Regions from separate parts of the Triticum aestivum genome. Here region 2 is linked to region 1. Evidence: chromatin contacts called from public Hi-C data. All regions are on one chromosome and are shown on one strand. The core of a region is the stretch at or near the end of the contact, and the rest is flanking DNA. Distances in the headings are between cores, read along the strand shown.

Region 1 (5,235 bases), core at 1,716-4,215:
GTCCCACCGAGATGGCCTTGCCAACTCTCTGGAACCTGTTGCAATTATTTCGGTCTTACCGAGTTTTGCAATCGGTGCCATCGAGATGGCTTGCCAACCTTCTATTACTTATTGCACTTATTTGAGTCTCACCGAGATGATGCAATCGTAATCGATACCACCGAAGCGAGGTTTTGCCCTACCATTGCACATCGATCGCTCCGAGTTGTTTCCAGTCAGTCCCACCGAGAACTCCAACGTTCATATCTTTTACAAAGGTCGTTGCCACCGACTAGGGTCAAAACTGTGTAACGATTGGATTTTTTATGGAGGATATATATACCCCTCCACCCCCTCTTATTCTGTAAGAGAGCCATCAGAACGTGTCTACACTTCCACTACTCATTTTCTGAGAGAGAACCACCTACTCATGTGTTGAGATCAATAGTTTCCATTCCTACCATTTGAACCTTGATTTCTAGCCTTCCCCAAGTTGTTTTCCACTCAAATCCTTCTTCCACCATAGCCAAATCTGTGAGAGGGAGTTTTTTTTAAGCAGCACTACGTATTCATTGAAAAACTTTGGTACACAGATTACATATGTAGACACCCTTACAGAAAAACAAAGAGACATAAGACCTGAAGACTTGCACAAAGGATCCCAAATCAAGAAATGTAACAACACAATCAATGGAGATCCATGCGCCTTGCCTAACCGTCATCTCCAAACGGACTCCATCGCCGCCGCCATAGCTCTGCGAGAGAAAGATGGAAACTGCCACCACACCTTGATCAGGAAGATCACCATCGCAGACTAAGCTGCTTTTTGAGCCGATGAAATGACCCGCCGCACACGACAACATAGAGAAGTCTTTGTGGCGCGTCAGCCGAGGATCATCCTCATGTCCACCTGATCCGGACATTGTCGACTTGAACCAATGCGATCGGTGAAGATGGACGTCGTTGCACACTGCCATTCGCACATCCCGCTTCAAATCCTCCGCACACTCTATCATGGCCGCTCCCGTCACCATGGGTGACAAGAAACACCAGCCGACACAACCTAAAATCGCCAGATCTGGAGCCTGACGAGAAGAAGAGGCTACCTACTTCCCAGCATCATCGATTGGAAGAATGTCGGGGTGGGGAAGAAACCAAGCCAAATTATTCTGACGCGGCGTCGATCCTACCACCGATGCGACACCTCTGTGAAAACTAAAGCCCGTACTAACTACTCTTTAGAACAACAGCGTCGGGGTCCCCTCCCCACTCCCGTCTCCGAAGCGACTGTCGAAGAGGCAGAGAACCCATGGCCACGCCGACGGAGATGCGGGTAGAAGGGTTGCCTCCCAAATCGCCTTTCCCGGGAGAGAAAGAGGAACGTGGGGCGAACCGCTGCTCTAATTGATCATTCTGTGAGAGAGAATTGAGTGTTGGGGAGACTATCATTTGAAGCACAAGAGTAAGAAGTTCATCATCATCATATCGTCTATTACCTTTTAGAGAGTGGTGTCTCCTAAATTGGTTAGGTGTCGATTGGGAGCCTTCGGCGTGATGTGGAATTTAACCAAGAAGTTTGTAAGGTCAAGGAGATCGCCTACTTGGTGAAGATCTACCCGAGTGAGGCAAGTCCTTCGTGGACGATGGCCATGGTGGGATAGACAAGGTTGCTTCTTCGTGGACCCTTCGGGGGCGGAGCCCTCCGTGGACTCGCGCAACCATTACCCTTCGTGGGTTGAAGTCTTCATCAAAGTGGACGTACGATAGCACCACCTATCGGAACCACGCCAAGAATCACCATGTCCCCATTGCGTTTGCCTTCTCCACCCCCCCCCCACCCCCGCGCGCATGCGCACTTTACTTACATGTCCAATGTCTTATTTTCCGCTGGTATACTCTTAGAATTGCATGTGTAGGGTGTTGCTTGACTTGTCATAATTGTTAAAATCTGCCTACAACTAAAATTGGAAAAAGATTAGGTATCATTTGGTCAAGTAGTCTAATTACCCCCCCCCCCCCCCCCCCCAAGACATACTTTCAATCCTAGAGAGGGACACGATATAAACACGCCGCCATCGTCCGATCACACAGATCTAGGGTTTCCCCTGAAACTGCTTAAATGAAGGGCCAAGATCATCACCTCTACGATGCCATCACGAAGGGAACAGCGCGCAAGAGTGTGTCATCATCGGCTCTGGCCATGACTGGAGACAAGGCTTTCGCCTGGATCAACCTCGCAAGCCTCACACCATGCATCAACTAGTCGACCAACAAGCAATCACGGGATGATTCATGCATGCCTGGACCACCATCTCGTCGAATCTGGGTCAAGCTCTGGTTGTCCGCAGAAGAGAGCTCGAGACTGCAACCCCTTGGAACCACTACCCGCATCGTGCTAGAGCGGCACAAACTGTCTTGCCACCAGAAGACCGGAAGTCGCCGCACGTATCCAACGAACAAGACACCTTCCATTTGTCGCGTACACAGCACCGCAGCTGTGACCATGGACGCCAGATCGCTGAAGCAAAGAAGCCGCCACTCGCCGGATCTGGGTCAAGCTCTGCTTGTCCGCAAAAGAGAGCTCGAGGCCGCAACCCTTTGGAACCACTACCCGCGTCATGCTAGAGCAGCACAAACTGTCTAGCCACCAGGAGAGAAGTGCGCGGCCGACCAGAAGCCGCCGCACGTATCCAACGAACAGGACACCTTCTAGTCGTCGCGTACACGACACCGCAGCTGTGACCATGGACGCCAGATCGCCGAAGCAAAGAAGTCGCCACTCTCGCCGGATCTGGGCCAAGCTCTGGTTGTCCGCAGAAGAGAGCTCGAGGCCGCAGCCCCTTGGAACCAGTACCCGCGTCGTGCTGGAGCGGCACAAACTGCCTTGCCACAAGACAAGAAGTGCGCGGCGGACCGGATGCCGTCGCATGTGTCCTGACACCTTCCGTCGTCGGATACACGTCACCGCAGATGTGACCACGGACGCTAGATCGCCGAAGCAAAGCAGCCACCACGCTTGACCAGCATATGCATCCACCAAGGAGTCACACAAAGGGAGTCACACAGGGCAGCAACGCTTGACCAACACACGCATGGCACATCCACCAAGGAGCAGGCAGCCGAGCCAGACCGCGCGACGAAACACCGGCAGCCACCGGCCGCCATCAGGCTTTGCCCGACTACAAACGCCGGCAGCAGCAAGAGGAGGTGGGGGCTGCTGCCAGCGGCTAGGTTTTCCACCCGAGCTGCCCAAGGAGCAACGATGCGTTTTTCTTTGGGGGAACCTAACACCTAGGATGCACCATAGTTTTTTATAAACTACTCCCTCCGTCTCATAATGTAGTTTTAAAAAACATCTTACATTATGGGACGAAGGGAGTAGATTAGAACCCGCGCATTGCTACGGGAGCCGAGTATTTTCATGTTTCCAACATAGTATCTTGGATTGAACTAACGCCTAATATCGTAATCTGTACACACATATTTACAGGTATACTAGAAGAACGCACGTGCGTTGCAACGGGCCACATTAACTTTAAGAGTTTAATATTACGACATTGGCGATCTTTTTTACCATCAAATCCTCACACACACTCTCTCCCCCCTCCCTCTTCCTCACTCTCTCTCCATCTCTCTAACACACACATAGCCTATTCTCCCCGCCAATAAGACTTACTCAATTGGCAATAATGTGTGGACTTGTGGTGAGCTTGACTGAACTAATGAATAATGTGATATATTCCCCAATCATTTAACAATGAAATTTTAAAAATGGGAAAATTATGTAACACCTCAAGTCGTTAGCTACAGTGACCTCCCCCTAATGATGCCATGTCATCAGGCTTGCTAAGCCAAACTGCCACTTGATAAAAATCAAAGCCCAATTCAAATTTAAAATAAAGTCAAATAAATTATTTCGTCAAACAGTAAAACTGAAATGTTCACCATATTCTATAAATTCCACTGATCTTTGACATGTTGAGCCCAACATTATTTGACCCAAAAATTAAATCTTGTCAAATTAATAAGAGGTCCAACAGTAGTTAAAATAACCAATTAAATATAAACCTAATTTTATGTATTTCCTTTTGGCCCCAAACTTTTTGTGCCACCTAAAAATATTGTGCTCGAATTGTGTGCATAGTTTCACAATTAACAAAATCCATTTAGTTGATATAAGAATAAATACAAAACGGTGTTAAAAAGGAGAAACGGATTAGAATACATTAAAAACCAAAAGGACGATGAAAATGGGGATTCCCCCTACCCGGGCCTTGCCACCGAACCGGCCCAGTGGTCCAGTCCCCGCACGGTCGTCTTCTCCTGTTCCCCGAGCCCATCGCTACAGAGCCGGGCTCCCGCCCGACCACCTCGCCGGCGTCGAATGGGAATGGATAAGGGTGACGCCCTGCCTCCCCTGCCCCCATGGCCTCACTCCTCCTCGACGCCCCCTCCCAGATCCACTTCTCCTCCTCGCTCGCTCGATCCCGGTGATCTGGACGAAGTCAGATGCCACGGCCACCATGACCGACCCCGTCCACGCGGCCACTGCCCTCCGTGCTGGCTAGGAGCATGTCGAGGAGCTCCGAATGCCTCTGCTACTTCGTCTGCGCCAACGAGATCAAGTCCAGCACCCCTAGATCGACGTCGTTGCCGTCTTCCTCAACCTTCGGCCACCGCGACATTGTCGTTCGATCCGCGCAGCCCCGAGCTCCCTTGTCTTCCCCTAGGGTGCCATCGACACCGTCGTGATCTCCTCTTGCCTTTCCCCAATTTCTCCTCTCGTTTGCTCTCGTTAGGTATTTCGCCGTGGCCGAGAACCGCCATCCGTCATGGCCATTGCAGGGGTAGCCACTGAGCTCCTCGGATTGACCCCGTGGCACATGCCCGCTCCTATGCGCGCCCATGCCCGAGCCTTCAGCTCTTCTTCCGCGCCCGCGGGGACACTCCCTCTCTGGCTCTCCATGCCCACGCACGTGCCACACCGCGTCCGTCGCGCCAGCCGTTGTCATCACGCTCGCCACAGCCACCGCACCACTGTGCCCCGCGCGACGCACACCCTGGCCGCGCGTCACACTCTCGCTAGCTGCGCTCGCCCTGTCTGCTGCCGCCTATCCCTTCGCTCGCTCCGCTGTCGCGCCACTGCCTCGCGCCGCCTCCTGTCGCGGCCATCTTCTGCCGGCCGCCCCCTCAGCCACGCCGGCCGCATCTCTGCCCTCCATCGTTGGTCGCTCGCCTCGCCTGCTGCGTGCTTCT
Region 2 (4,754 bases), core at 12-2,511, 220 kb after region 1:
GAGGGATTCAGAAGGGGGCCATGGGCTTATCTCCTGGATGAAGATGTTGAAGTCTACATGGATGGCAGCATCCTTCTTTGTCTTAGTACGGAGGCCCAGCACCATTGCTCAAACACTAGAACCTGATGGAGCTTATGGATGGTATCTGAAGATGAAAACCTCTCATAAATACAACTGATGGCACCATAAATAAAAGACAAAGAGTCTGTTATGCTGATGATGAATATATTCTCTGTGGAAAATCGACAAAAGATGCATGTGAAATTATATGCACTTAGTCAAAATTTATGAGAAATGACATTACAAGAAAAACTAGTTTGCAACACTGTATCACGGGAATAACACCAGGCGATCAAGATTTAGGTAAAAACTGTAGAAGCCACCCTAAAACGGCATTTTAAGCAAGATCTCTAAAACTGCACTTTTGCCAAGACCCCTGAAACAGAATACGTACTAATCAAACAAGACAACGATTGACGGAGGAAACAAAAACGGCGCAATATTAGACGACAGAAACAAAATGCATTTCGCGTTCCACATCACAGCAATTTAACTATACTAGAATAAAATCAGGTAAGACGGGAAATCTATGCTACCAGCACGGTGAGATCTGAGAAAGAATATGGCTTTGACCAAACTGTGGCAAGCACCCCATGTTCAAAGTTTCAACATTTAGCTGGTAACATAGAGAGACGGGTTCGCCAAAAACAAGTTGGACAAAGAAGCATCAAGGAACCGTATGGAGAAATGGGCGCCTTTTCAAGGTAGAAAAGACGGGAAACTTATCTACAGTAACACCTAGATCGAAGTATAAGCGCTCTAGAAGCAAAACAAACACAAGCTACAACCCCGCTACCAAATTACTCCTCGGTACGACAGCATTGAATGCATATTAAATTTCCCAAAAACAAGAATGCAAATTAAATGCTAAAATGTCTCAACACCGAGTTCGGTAAGAAAACAAGGTAATAGTAAGAAATCAAACAAGTCAACCGAAGAGGTATATAGAGATAGAGCGCGCGCGCAAGCACCTGATTCTACCAGGGGGGGATCCAAACGCAATGCAAGGAGCCGAAAGCGATTGATGGAAAGAGAGAAAGAGGGGTAGAGAAAGAGGGGTATATAGAGAAGAAATGGGAGGAGCTGCTCACGTTGGAATGATTGGCTGCGTGATTGAGTTCGTGGGCACGCAGTAGTGGCTGTCGGTGGGGTGGGGGAAGAAAAAGCACTCGCGACATAAGATGCCGGCCCTCCTCGAGCTGGGGAGGTCCTATATGACGCGTTATGCGTCAAAACGCTGCCCTTTCACACAGGCACGTTGTCGCGGTGCGCCGATTGGGCCGGCCCATTGCAGTGCACCAAAAATAGCAGGTGAAAAATTGTAAAAATCTACAGGACGCGATGGATGGGAATCGACCACAGGACTTACGACTTATGTGCGCACTAGCCACGACGACAGAAGGGCTCGATTGACCAATATACAGCAGAAAGCTATAAGAACTAAAGAAACTATAAGACTTAACACTGTTTGTAAAAAATCCTTTACGATTTTCCAAATTTTAATTAAATTTTGAACGTATGATTTCGTTTTGATAAGAGCAAACAATTTTGTGATATCACGAACAAATTTTAAATTTCTGAAATGTTTTCGGAAACATGAACATTTTCAGAATTTGTGAACAATTTTCTAAAGCAAAAACATTTTTTAAAGTTTGAGAAAAAAAAATTTGAAATGGAGAACAATTTCTGAAATCCTGAACAAATATGGAAGCACAAACATTTTTTGAAAAATGAACATTTTCAGAATTAGTGAACAATTTTCTAAGGCAAGAACATTTTTTAAAATTTGAGAACAAATTTTGAAACGGAGAACAATTTAGAAAATCTTGAACAAATATGGAAGCACAAACTTTTTTGAAAACATGAACATTTTCAGAAATTGTAAACAATTTTCTAAAGCAAGAACATTTTTTTAAATTTGAGAACAAATTTTGAAACGAAGAACAATTTCGAAAGTCCTGAACAAATACGGAAGCAGAAACATTTCTTGAAAACATGAACATTTTCTGAATTTTTGAACAATTTTCTAAAGCAAGAACATTTTTTAAAATTTGAGAACACATTTTGAAACGAAGAACAATTTCAAAAATTCTGAACAAATATGGAAGCACAAACATTTTTTAAATATGTGAACAAAAATTTGAAAACCAGATATTTTTCTGATATATTTGAACAAATTTTGTAAAACACGAACATTTTTTACAGACAATGTAGTCTTTTATTTGAAAATATACTAGCATTTGTAGGAAAGGCAAACAAATTTAAAAAAACGAACATTTTTATTTTTGAATTTTTTTTAAATATGCGAACATTTTTAAAATTTTGAGAATAATTAAACTTCGGAATAATTTTCAGAAATGTGAACAAATTTTAAACATTTTTATGAAGAATGCAGGATAAAATAAAAAACAAATGGAGAAACTAAAAAAGAAATAACAAAGAAAAGGAAAGAGAACAAGGAAAAAAGAAAAAAAATAGAAAAAAAAACCAAAAAAACAGAACAAGGAAAAAACCCGGTTCAGGAACCTTCTAGACGTTTCCCAAAACCAGAAAAAATCGGCTGGAAACCTCTAGAAGGTTCGCAAAACCAGGGACGATGAAAGCTTAACCGGGTCGGCCCAGTCGAACCATCGCTCGGTCTCCCCCTATGCGAAACATCGACAGTATGACGCATCGTGCGTCCAATAGGAAATTCCCTCGAGCTGGGAGGAGCAAAAAAAGAGTGACCGGTTGACGCCGGTCGGTCGGCCCAATTTTCAGCCGGTCACCATGCACGTCGTCCGATTTGATCGTGTCTGGCCGTCAGATCATGGTCTGGAATCATTTTCTTTAAAAAAATCAGATCCAACAAAAGCAGAGGGAAACAAAAAGCAATGGCCGCTGCCCTCATGACGTGCGTTTCTCGATGGCTTCATGCATGCAACAATGTGCATGGTGCACCCGTGGCTGCAAATCTGGCGAAGTTGGTCGTAGCTGCAATGGGTGGCGACGGCCACCGGCCGCAGCACCCGTCGTTGAGATCACGTTGTACCTCACCCTCAATTTGCTGATCGCAGCAAAATATTCTGCTGATTGTAGCGAAAAATTCATGATGATTCTATCAAATACCAAATAAAGTTGGTAGCAAAGTTGGAAAATCGGCGTTGTTCCAACAAACCAAAAATCCATTGTGGTAGCAAAAATTGGAGCTTGTTCCAGCAAACAAAAACCCTAGTGGTATCTAAAATGCAAAATTGAACATGGTTCTAGAAAAAACAAAAAGGCGGTGGTAGCAAAATTTGATGCTGGTTCTAGCAAACCACAAAAACATGATAGTAAAAATGCAAAATATGGCACACTAGTACCCTAGTTCTAGCTTCTAGTGGTGCCCGTTGTAGCACCATGAATGCCGGTTGCAGCTTCTCGCCACCCATGGTCGCCAGCAGAGGTTGTCTCCATCTCCAGCATCTGCTCTCACCGTCACGGTGCTCGTCGGTCGTTGTCGTGGCGATTGCAACATTAGAGTCGCCTCCGTGTAGCTTTGGCCATCGCCAGTCGCAACATCCACACACATCAAAAAAGGTCGTCGTGCCTAGAAGTTTTGTAGCTCCCTGGACTTGAGGTGCAACTCCCTCGTGGCGGTTGCAGCTTCTGGCTAGATGGGCGCAACATTTGATGAGTGTCGCAGGGCAGTGGTGGTATTCGGGCGAGGCGCCGGCGGCAGGGGCAGCGGTGGTGGTCGTTATGTGCTGCGAGATGGAGACGGTGTTGAGGAGATGACAATGGGGGAAGGAACGAGTGGTAGAGGCCAGAGAGAAAGAGATAAGGATGAGGGAGAAAAGCGGCCGAGAGGGTCCACGGGACACGCGGCGTGCGATGAAACATAGCTAGCGCGAAGCGACTGGCAAAATGTTTGACCGGCTGGCCGTTGTTTAACGTTTCCCAAAAAAAGTTAATTATCTGGGGTACACAATCTTGCATCGCCATAATGAATTCATACAGGAACAATAAAACCCCATAAAATGGTACACCAACTCTAGTGTTGTAACATATACATACAAAAGATTTCGAATCAAGACGGGTCGGCTGCCACGTACAAAGGGGCACGTGCCCTCATTTGGAGAGTTTGCAAAAAACGCGAGTGGTGCAGTATTTGCTTTATGTGGTCCTCACATTCGTTGCCGCGTGATGTTATGCAAAAAGCCCCCTGACTTGTTGTATTAGTATCATGGTAGTCACAAACCCCTCGCGTTCTGTCTTGAGGCCTTCGACGTAGCCGCTACCTCGAGGCCTCCAACGTGGTCGTTCTCCATCGTCGTCATGGACCTCTCCGCCGGTGAGCGACACGGCATGGAGCCGCTCCTCCGGGAACCTGGTTTGTTCCCTCTTGAGTATGGCATGTGCCTCTTATCTCCGCGACAACGCCCCTTTTCCCTAGGTTTTTCTTTACTAGTTGATCGCCTGGTGATCTTCATGTTCTGGACGGAAAGGTTGTAGTTTTGTTGGTTCAATAAACTCGAGGAACATTATGCTCCCTTTTTATGTTAGGGTTGGACGATTTTATGGTGGGTCATCATGATTTAGGATTTGGGGGTTCAGTTAGGTTTTTTCGTACTGGTTGGATTAACCCTGTCAATCCAGGTGTGTAGAAATAGTCCTTACATTGATGTTAAAATAGTAGAAAATGTGTTGTTTAGTTGGTTGACATTATGCCA

The links. A called contact is a pair of places that touch in the nucleus more often than the background predicts.
Region 2: a Hi-C map of leaf shows a contact between it and region 1, with 2.8 times the contacts expected there. The contact joins the promoter of LOC123110914 here to the enhancer-like site in region 1. A contact is called at or near these places in 2 of 5 Hi-C or Micro-C datasets (both in leaf).

Annotation. Positions count from the first base shown.
Region 1 is chr5B:161,790,451-161,795,685 of IWGSC CS RefSeq v2.1, forward strand. No RefSeq gene overlaps it. Among protein-coding and RNA genes, the nearest start is that of LOC123110912, 6.0 kb to the right of the region's middle. Within about 2 kb of position 2,966, at least 2 of the 8 cell types and tissues checked have an H3K27ac peak or open chromatin away from gene starts, as enhancers often do. A contact at or near this core is called in leaf, where this site is marked.
Region 2 is chr5B:162,012,930-162,017,683 of IWGSC CS RefSeq v2.1, forward strand. It overlaps LOC123110914, which reads right to left and starts at 1,262. Exons shown (of 9, transcript XM_044531553.1): 1 at 1,152-1,262; 2 at 1-145. The coding sequence starts at 105.